Linked DNA regions of Salmo salar: regions 1 and 2 are each linked to region 3. Evidence: chromatin contacts called from public Hi-C data. All regions are on one chromosome and are shown on one strand. The core of a region is the stretch at or near the end of the contact, and the rest is flanking DNA. Distances in the headings are between cores, read along the strand shown. Region 1 overlaps mef2aa (myocyte enhancer factor 2aa). Region 2 overlaps mef2aa (myocyte enhancer factor 2aa). Region 3 holds the start of mef2aa (myocyte enhancer factor 2aa).

Region 1 (3,090 bases), core at 575-3,074, 77 kb after region 3:
TAATGCAAATTGGCACATCTGCTATGGTGGGCTAACTGTCCAGACTGTTCAATTAGCCTGATTGATCAATTATCTTCCTCCCGGTGCTTCTGCGGAGGATGTGACAGGGAAGAAAATTGTCAGCACAGAAAGATCGACAGGAGGAGAGGGAAAGGAAGCCCTCTGTTCGAAACCCTTCACTCTACCCATCAAAATACGGATGCTTTATTTGATTAGGCAAAAATGATGATGGAATTTCTTTCATTTTATTATAGTGGAGCATTCAATTTAATGATGTAGTCCTCAAATAGACGTTGAATTGTGGAATTGAAAATCATGGAAATGTTCTGAGTACATTTCTGTGTAATGATATTAGATCTAAAAAGAGGAAGAATCAAAAGACTTCTGTCTTGAGCACTTTGCCACTCATAAGAGGTGGACCAGAGATCAGAGGATGGTTATCACCACGTAATAGATGCATTATATTACACATAAGTGGACTTGATAGGTTAATGGATGTCACTTTCAATCAAGATGAAGGGGTCATGATGTGTAATTACTTAAGTGAGTAATGAGTCAAATTTCAGGTCAGGTTGACACCGTGCGACAAAACAATTAGCAATCTCATTTACATGTTTATTGCTGGTGTTTTCTCCAATTCTCAATTGCTTGAGGAACAGCAGGAGGATATTTTGTGTCATATATAAGTTGCTCAATCTGAGTCTTGGCACTTTACCTGATGTATTCCTTTCATTTGGACCAATGAATCATGTTTCTCAGGCAGTGGACACCAGATCTCGTGCAACAACGTGACATGCTGTGTATTTATGCACAACACAACTGCACTTCAGTGGCCCACATAATGCAGTAATTATATGATGGAAACCATTGTCCTTTCATTTTAGTGTCTGACTCCAGTTTGAAGTGACCCCACCAAGGCTTCCCACTAGTTCATACTCTTATAAACAACTGTTCCTCAAGTATAGGAATTAATCATCAAAATGATTTGCCTTCTAGTGTGTTATCTTCCTGGAATATTATGAACATAGTCATGTTGGCTTAGTGAGTAAGCAGATTTAATAAACATCATAGCCCAGTGGTGAAGGCTCCTTCTGTGGACTATCAGACACAGATTCAGGCCTGAGTGCTGTGTATCTCTAATTGTGACATTCCAAGATAATGGGGACAGTCACATGAGGCTCTGGCTGGCACAGAGAGAAGCTTTCACCACTGAATCCTCTCAAACATACCACTCCTCTAGAGGGGCTGGCTCTCTGGAACAGATAGAATGTAGTGCATACTATGAAGTCTGTTGTAAACATGCACCTTACAGTATTTGTCTCAGTAAAACAAGAAAGCTGTGATAAAATTACAAGCTTCAGTCTCAAATTGAATACTTAGTTTAAATTTCAAAGGCATTTTGTGCGAGTCGTGAACAGTCAGTAATCACCATACTGTATGATAATGTGACAAAGTGTTGCATCGTAGGAGAACATGGAGCTGCCATGTGCTGAGGAGATTCGTCTGCCTTAAAGTTACTGGCATCACACATGGATTATGGCACTTACCTCACGCTCCAGTGATGTTACTGACTCTCCCAATCCTGGATGATTAACCAAATTTGAAAGATTAATCTAAAAGGGGTCAGGGGCCTAATTTATGTTTGATATGCACAGATGACAACACAAATGAAAATATTACATTTTAATTGGCAAGTGCTTAACTTAGCGACTTGACTTTGGGTTGGCCAGAAGCCAGAATCCCTCTGATCCACTAAAGCCTTGTTTGACATTTGAGATGGCTGAAGGGTACACATGGTTAGCTGCACTGGCTCGCCTGCGTAAGGTCGCTCTGAGGGAGAATCTAAAAGCCCACTTCCCCTGATTAAAGCATGTTTTTACTATACTTATTCTTATACCACTAAATAAAACTCTCACTTTAACAGAGTAGCCATACAATGTCCACACTATACATCAGGGTTAGATACCACTGCCTGCAAAGTGATATAATCTGGCTAGTTTTCAAAACCCATTGGGCATTTCAAAACCCATTGGGCAATACTCTCTTCCTCAGTTTAAACATCTATCTAACAAAGTCATTTAGACAGTCTCAGCAGCCTTTTTATCTTTATAGTGCCATGATTTAATTGTATATTTACCCATAAATTGTACTTTAGCATATGTCGGGATTAGTTTGCATCATGGTCTCATTTCATTTCACTGATCATTGGCACCACTTGGTATTTTCTTCATCTGTTTTCTTCAGCAGTACCTTCTCATTCTTACTGTTATGTCGCTGTAGCTCTCTCTGAGCACCCACAATGTTAGAAATAGATCTTAAGCTAAGACTAATGTCAGTTCTAATGACATATAATTATTGAATTAAAGTAGATTTAGGGCATTTATGATTTATGAACTGCTGATCCCAATGTTAATATTCCAGCAGCAAACCAAATATGTACCTTTTGGTCTCTCAAGCTCTATTAAAATGACATTCATTTGCTTTTCCCTTCTTTTTCATAACCTATGATACATCAAATAGTTTCTACCTATGCCTGGTTTGTATGTTTATTCCAGTAGAGGGGGTTTGATTTAGTGGAGTACACTTCATAGTGAGATAGTGTATTGTAACTAATGCTCAGCTGAGTATCTGATAAGGTGTATTGGCACATTGTCTTTGAAGCCGTCTCTGTATTGATATATTTGTTGCAACCGGATTCTCTATGGAATTGGTCTGTAATGAGTAGGATATGAATAGAAGTGTCCATTTATCCATGCATTCATACTATAAAGACTGAGGCTGTCAGTGTCTGGGAATGTGCGCTGCATTTGTCACTGGAAATGAAACTGCACTGAGTGCAAGGGTCAGTCCTGAACATGTTTGCTTGGGCTTATCTGTAATCATGTAATACAGAAAAAAACATTTGATTTTGTTCTAATGCTCTTTTTAAAGTAATGGATTTGTTTTGAAAAACAAAGCAAATGGCTAGTTTCCTATTACTGTGCTGTGTGTATCCAGTTCATGTCACGTCCTGGCCAGTATAAGGTTAATTGTTTTGGTAGTTTGGTCAGGACGTGGCAGAGGGTATTTGTTTTATGTGGTTCGGTGTGG
Region 2 (3,347 bases), core at 169-2,668, 130 kb after region 3:
CAAATTTCCGATAGTGAAGATATTTTCTTTGCAACGGTTGTTGACCCAGATGGTACTTGTCCTCCAATGAACCTATGCTTATGTTAACGTATTGGATGTTTTGCCATAAGCAATAGCAGTGTCTGCTATTTTTAGGTATACGGCATTTACATGGCTAATTATATGCGTGCACCTTGGATTTTGCAGCAGTCACTTCCAGTATAAGATGAAAGCGAGTGCTGGGAGCTATAGTAGTTTGCATTGCGTATGCTGTTGATTCAGCTGTGAGATACCATTGTATGTCTCATAACTGTTTATTTGGCCATGTATTGTGGTGTTTCTTATCTGTAGCTAGAGAGGTGATTGTTCCATTATTTCACAGAGCGAGGTCCTGCTTATTCTGCAGTTGGCTTGTGTTTCACTAGGCTCTATACAACACAATGGAGTACTCAGTTACTTGTTGAATTGTGTCACTGATCTGTTGATGAAATAATAGATAGCATAGATTCTTTCATCCCTCTGTTTCAAATAAAATATTGTACTATCTGTAATCTTTAAAAAAAAAGCTTTAAAAAAAGCATTTCATTAATTTCATTGCATATATACCTCACATCAGTTCCATTCCATATATGCATGGTGTGACATGCACTGTAATGATCCTTCTCCTGATCAGCTCTGAGATGGTGTCATTGCCCTGTGCTTTCTTTCACTTTGTTTTAGAGCTGCTGCCACAGGAAATGACTCTGGGTGGGGGGTAAACCAGCCTTATGACTCATTCTTCTGTAAATCTACCATTAGAGTAAAACAAGGAAATTACAGTTCACACAAATGTATGTAGTACCACGAATACAGTACTATGAGTACATAGTTTTGCGTAGCCAGACATAGTATTCCCATATTGTCACTTTAAAAAAAAGTAACAATCTTTTAGCAAAGTGTTTTACCCAACTGTAATGGCTTGCTATTCCCACCTTAAACAGCAGTCACAGTACATTTGTTAAGTGAATTGCTCCTCATCCCAGGATACAAGGAGTTGACTTTGATATCGTCACTCACAGGAAGAATGAAAGGCTCATCAATTCTGAAATGGACATTTTATTTTGGTAAATGTGCAGGATAATTATCAGAGTCTATTAAAACTTCCCAGAGGGTTGGGAACACTTAACGTTGCGTGCCGTAGCAAGCTATGCAGCTTTAAATGGTTGGAGATTTGGCAGATGCCTGTTGTTGTGGTGGCTCACAGTCCTGTGATGGCTTCTGTCTCTGTGTGTCTCTCCAGGGAGTGGCTTTGTCAACTCCAGGGGCTCTCCGGGACTCCTGGGCACACCCAGCGGGAACGGCCTGGGGAAAGTCATGCCCACCAAGTCTCCACCGCCCCCTGGAGTGAACATGGGGATGGGAAACCGCAAGCCAGACCTGAGAGTGGTGATCCCCCCATCCAGCAAAGGCATGATGCCCCCACTGGTGAGTAGCCTACAGTCCCCACTCCTCACTGCACATGAGCAGACTGTAGGAACACTATGTATCTCTCAGTCCTAGGGCCGGCTCAGATTCTGGCTTAGAAGCATTCTCCTTTCCCCTCACATGTGTGCAACAGAGGGAGTTTTATTTTCCCTACACAGGATCGTGACCGTATCATTGTGGTGTAGCGTGCCATGCTGGAAATGTTTTGGAGCAGAAGACAATGTCCTGAGGATATCAGTGCTGTCTGAGGACCCCTTTCTTCCTGGTGGGACTGGTTTACGTGCAGCTTAGTTTCACTTCCATCAACAGCAATCAGCAAGTGGCATTCGTTCTCATGCTGCATTTTTATTTGATCACCTACAGGAGCAAGATTCTGGACAGTGCCAAGAACACAAACAGCACTATAGCTAGTTGGTCTATATTTCTGAGGCCCAGTCACTCAATTATTCATATTGAAATGATAGGCCCTCTCTAATTATTATAATGAAGGTACAGAGCACCGGAGGCTGCACTAGACTGTCTCATCAATCTAAATGAGAAGAAAAGGAAAGAGGAAAAAGTGTTCTGAAATTGGCCAGTAATAGACTCTTTCCAACCTGCATGTTGCTGGAGCTCTCAGCAACGGGAGTTCCTCCAAGAGACAGAGGCGTTGTTTGGATCAGGGGTGCCCGTGGCGTGGGCATCCATCCACCAGCCTGGAGCAGGGAATCAACATGTGTATGGTACTGTTACCATGCCAGCATCTGGAAGTGGTAGAGCTCCACACGTCACAAAGACAAAGCATTATTTTAGATCTAACTGGTAGAATGGTTCAGACAGAGAGAATTTAGAAGTCCTGAATGTGTCAGTAGTATTGAGACGAAAGGGAGGGCCTGCTCTGCTCTGTCAGTGGAAACGCAACATTCCAGATAGGGGGCTTTGGGGGCTGGCAGGTCTGCAGACAGCCTGTCATTAGGCCATAATGGTATTAAATTAATCACATCTCAGTGTGACAGAGTGGGGATGAAGGCTTAATCAGGGGCCCAGTGTGAGCCAGATAATATCTTGTCGCCCTTGTCGTGTCTTCCTGATGCTATTGATTGAGTGTGGTATTAAGACAGTCCTGGCCAGGGCACAGGGAAGTTGGAAGAGGGGCTTCCAGTTAGTCTCTTGTGTAGCAGAACATTAGGCCTCACATACAGAGAGACCCCAGTAATCCCAAGGTGAAACAAAAATGCACAATATGCAGGCTTAGTAGTACTGTATCAATATATTACATTGACTGGTACCTCGTTGACAACTTTATATGAGCTACAAAGATTTAGTTACTTTACAGTTTTTCATTGAGTTGACCTAACTAGTCAGTTTTAGTTTCTTGAACACAGTTTATTTGAAAGTGGAGAGCCTTCCAAATGAGTCACGTTAGAGCCTCAGGATTGATGAAGTAATTAGATTGACATAGTTATGTATTGATGCATGAGAGGTTAAGAACTTATTCAATGTGAGGTTAAGTCCAAGTCAAAGTGAGCTTGCTGACTTAAACTCTTCACCTTAGAGTTTATCCATTTCGGTTTTACATCAGTAACCTTCTGTAGCGAATAGTGGTGGATCCACAATCATAGGTCAAACTCTGAAATGGTCACAAACACAATGCTAAAGTGTTATAACATGGTCATTTAGCAGACTCTTCTATCCAAAGTATTTCAGGGAAGTTCATGAGTCCACAAAGAAATGGATTGACATTGCATTTGACAAAGAGGGTTTCGCAAGGTAACATGAATAGCGGAGGACAGAGTGAATTTTTAAGTCTAGAGGTCAGGCACGTCTAGATGACTTTTAGTTGTGGAATACAATCAGGCAATTAGGACTTTGGATTTCAACATCAAAAGGGTGACTGTAGAAGCCATCCTGACCTTCTCTTGTAA
Region 3 (3,458 bases), core at 189-2,688:
ACATGTTTTCAGTACTTATATTTCCATGACTGATCAAAACAAATTTTCTCATGCTCTCTCTTGTATCTGCAGCAGATATATAGTGAGTAATATGTCTGGAACATCAAATTGGAATAAAATTGCAGTATCAAATCGCAATACATATAGAATTGTGAAAATCGCAATACATATCACCTCGAGACCTAAGTATTGTGATAATATCGTCTCGTGAGGTCCCTGGCAACTCCCAGCCCTAATATCTAACTTAATTCTTACATGTACTACAGTTAAAAAGCATTGGATTGGTGTAAACATGGGCGAGGGAGTTTCCTTTTAACATATTTTTTTTGCACCAGTCTCGCATGATTCCTTTTAAATCCAAGCCATATTGAGATTGAATGTAAATCTAACCTTTGACCTGACCCATCACCTTATGTATTATAATTTTAAAAACTATACAACACAAATGGCCCCTAGCCTCCCACACAACACTAAAACTGAAACTAAATATTTTTATACAACTTGGTCTAAAACTAAATAAACACTAACAAATCAGAAACTAAACTGAATTTCAAATAAAACGAATATAAATAAAAATTAATATGAAAACACAACTATATGAACCTTCCCGTGCTTACTGTGCACATTGACGGAAATATGGTGGCAGATCATTTACTTGTTTTCTAGATGTTTCCAAAACCCATTCTAGTCAGGTGCCAATGCAAAATCTTATTTTTTTTAAATAAAGAAATTGAAACTAGAATTGACCTACGTTTCCTTTCACATGCACATGTTCCTTTAAATCCCGGTAAAAACAATCTGAGATCAGGATCTGCACCACACCTCTTCCTCAGATCCTGCATTTACACGTGACTTTGTCACATGCGAGTTTTACAGGTCCCACCTCCCTTCTGTAATTGGTTCTGACCAGCCGCTGAGGATTTCTATTGGATCAGAAACATGTCCTTTCAAAATCAATGGTCCTATGCTGCTGTTGTCTTTTAGAGATATGACGTCAATCGTATCTAAGGGGTGTGAGGTGACTGGGGCCAACAATCATAATTAACACCAGAAAAAAAAACTTGTTGCTGAGATTTCATACTGTAGTTTCAATTAATTTGACTGTAGTTTCTGCCACAAGTAAACTCTGTCAATCACTTACAATAAGATAATTTGTTGCGTTACACTACCCATGTGTCAACCACTTGACTGTAGCTACCACTTGACTGTAGCTGCCTACCTAAGAGGATCAGTAACAAACGTAGCCGAGTTTTAACATTTAAAGGAGTGTTATTTTGACTCTAAGATTTCAAAGAATGATGTAGTAAGACTGAAATGATAATGCTAATATCATTGAACATGTATTACAAACCATAGATATCCCGCTCGCGAAGTGTCCTTTCCACATACTTTTTCACTTTTTAGAGTCACCTTTTGGAAATCCAGATGATATAGGTAGCCTACAATGTAGACTAAGCTACAAACCTAAGTTTTTTGTAGTGATGATGAGACGAGTGGGAGGAGGTTGATTTCTACCTCGTCTGGTATTAGTCAGATAAGAGGAGGAGTCTCTCACTGACAAGAGACTGGCTCTTCTGAGTTTGTCTGCTCCCTAAAATAGCAGTTCGTGTGTAAATGTGACTGAAATTACGTGTATGTCTATTGGAGCCTCTGATATAGAGTGTCTATATACAACGAGGAACTTGGGAGACAAGGTGAGTAGCAAAAATAGCACAAATATTGCACAGAGGGGCACTAGTGTGAGAGAGAGAGAGAGAGAAAGCGCAAGAGGAAGACGTAGAGTGAATTTGGGATCGAAAAACCATCCCATACTGTAGCCTACATGTAGCGCTATGTGATTATGCCATGGCAGTTTCTGTGTCTATATTTTGGATGAATATAGTATGAACTATTGTTTATTAGTATGCCTAATAATAGGCGACACTTATTTTAGATATACATTGATTTTACCCTAGATGCCCGTGCGTCTTTGCTCTTATAGCTCAAATTAGTAAACAGTTATGCTTTATCTTATTTGGTAGCCTACAGTAATTCGATCAACTTTATCGTAGTCTGTCAATTTCAGGATATTTCTTAGAATAATAGATTATATCAATCGTCTTGAATTACTAATGCCTAGCTATGACTTTACTATAACTTGTTTACTGATTATGTTTGTGAGCGCGCAATATCGTAGAGTTAACAGTGTCGTGGACTTCTCAGACAAGGGGAGGAATGCGTTTGCTTGCAATTTTACTTGGTTTTGTATTACCCACGTTGAAATATATATTTTTTACGTTCACATCAATGTCATCACATCACAATAGATTACATGCCATCAGATTACTTTTCGGCTTTTTACTTTGGTTGCTCTGAAATCTTTTATAATTGTCTGTGTAGACACTAGGCTAATTAATATAACCGTCTATGTGCACTACAGCTGTATGAACAAGTAAAACTTCACTTTATCCATTCCATTGCATACCACTGTAAAATCGAATGCATTTTCTTAGTTGTGGACTAGAATATTTCCTTATTTTAATAAATTCACAATAATAAGTTAGTAGCCTAAACGTGATTACTTTGTTATAAACAAATAATAGTAGTCTATACAGTGTCAGTTTCTTGGTAAAGATACTTTGCATCGTTAGTCCTGAAATCTACATGTTGCTGGTCAGCTGGTGGTGGTCATTTGTCCATTTAGAACTAGGCTACTCCAACTTCTATTGTTGCTTTGCTTTTATCACTCCTATTTGCTTGAGTTAGAGCAACATCTCCTCTGCTATGGAGCAATGTAGTATGTTTGCCACCAATAAGATATTTTTGAAGCAATTTTGTTTTCTTATAGTAGGCCTATGTCTTGTTCTCAGTTATAAGGGAATATTTTGATGATATATTATATTTATAGTTTGAATCTGATGGGTTTTGTTAGCCTGGGGCATATCTCCAGTAAGTATTCATCCCACAGTCAGGAGCTGCATCAAACTTATTCTCAGTAAAGGATTAATACAGCAATGCTTCAATCTTTTGAATGGAAGAGTCATTGCACCTGTTTTGTATGGTTTTATTTCTAATTACAAGCCTGATGAGAGGCAGTCTGGTCATAGTGAATAGTTAGGAGAATGACCTCAACACCAGTGTTTTTCTGCACTAATGACTGGATGGATTGAACAGATTTACAGCTACAATATTATGAAGGAGCCATGGTGGTATTGACTGTATTGATTTGTTGTGATCTTTTATCTGCTATTTAAAATTAACGTACATCATTAAATGAAGGTTCAACATTATAACAAATTACACTTTTCTGATTCAGCATATTTGTTTTGGAAGTCCACAAGCCATATTGTACGTGTCAGTGTAAAGAGTTATGTACAATCACTCAAGAGCTCGTAAACTCACACAAGATGGTAAAATAATAAACCTCAGGACCTTAGTTTGTTGTAGATGATTTACTGGCACAGTGAACTTCAGTATGA

The links. Hi-C and Micro-C count contacts between places; a contact is called where the count stands out from the background.
Region 1: a contact with region 3 is called in a Hi-C map of muscle, with 1.9 times the contacts expected there. The contact joins the enhancer-like site here to the promoter of mef2aa in region 3. A contact is called at or near these places in 3 of 3 Hi-C or Micro-C datasets (blood, gill and muscle).
Region 2: a contact with region 3 is called in a Hi-C map of muscle, with 4 times the contacts expected there. The contact joins the enhancer-like site here to the promoter of mef2aa in region 3. A contact is called at or near these places in 3 of 3 Hi-C or Micro-C datasets (blood, gill and muscle).

What each region holds. Positions count from the first base shown.
Region 1 is chrssa16:29,922,660-29,925,749 of Ssal_v3.1, reverse strand. The region is part of intron 4 of mef2aa (myocyte enhancer factor 2aa); the gene reads left to right. Among protein-coding and RNA genes, the nearest start is that of mctp2a, 67 kb to the right of the region's middle. Within about 2 kb of position 1,824, at least 1 of the 13 cell types and tissues checked has an H3K27ac peak or open chromatin away from gene starts, as enhancers often do. A contact at or near this core is called in muscle, where this site is marked.
Region 2 is chrssa16:29,873,777-29,877,123 of Ssal_v3.1, reverse strand. It overlaps mef2aa (myocyte enhancer factor 2aa), which reads left to right. Exons shown (of 10, transcript XM_045697149.1): 7 at 1,259-1,443. Among protein-coding and RNA genes, the nearest start is that of mctp2a, 18 kb to the right of the region's middle. Within about 2 kb of position 1,418, at least 3 of the 13 cell types and tissues checked have an H3K27ac peak or open chromatin away from gene starts, as enhancers often do. A contact at or near this core is called in muscle, where this site is marked.
Region 3 is chrssa16:29,999,004-30,002,461 of Ssal_v3.1, reverse strand. It overlaps mef2aa (myocyte enhancer factor 2aa), which reads left to right and starts at 1,438. Exons shown (of 10, transcript XM_045697149.1): 1 at 1,438-1,694.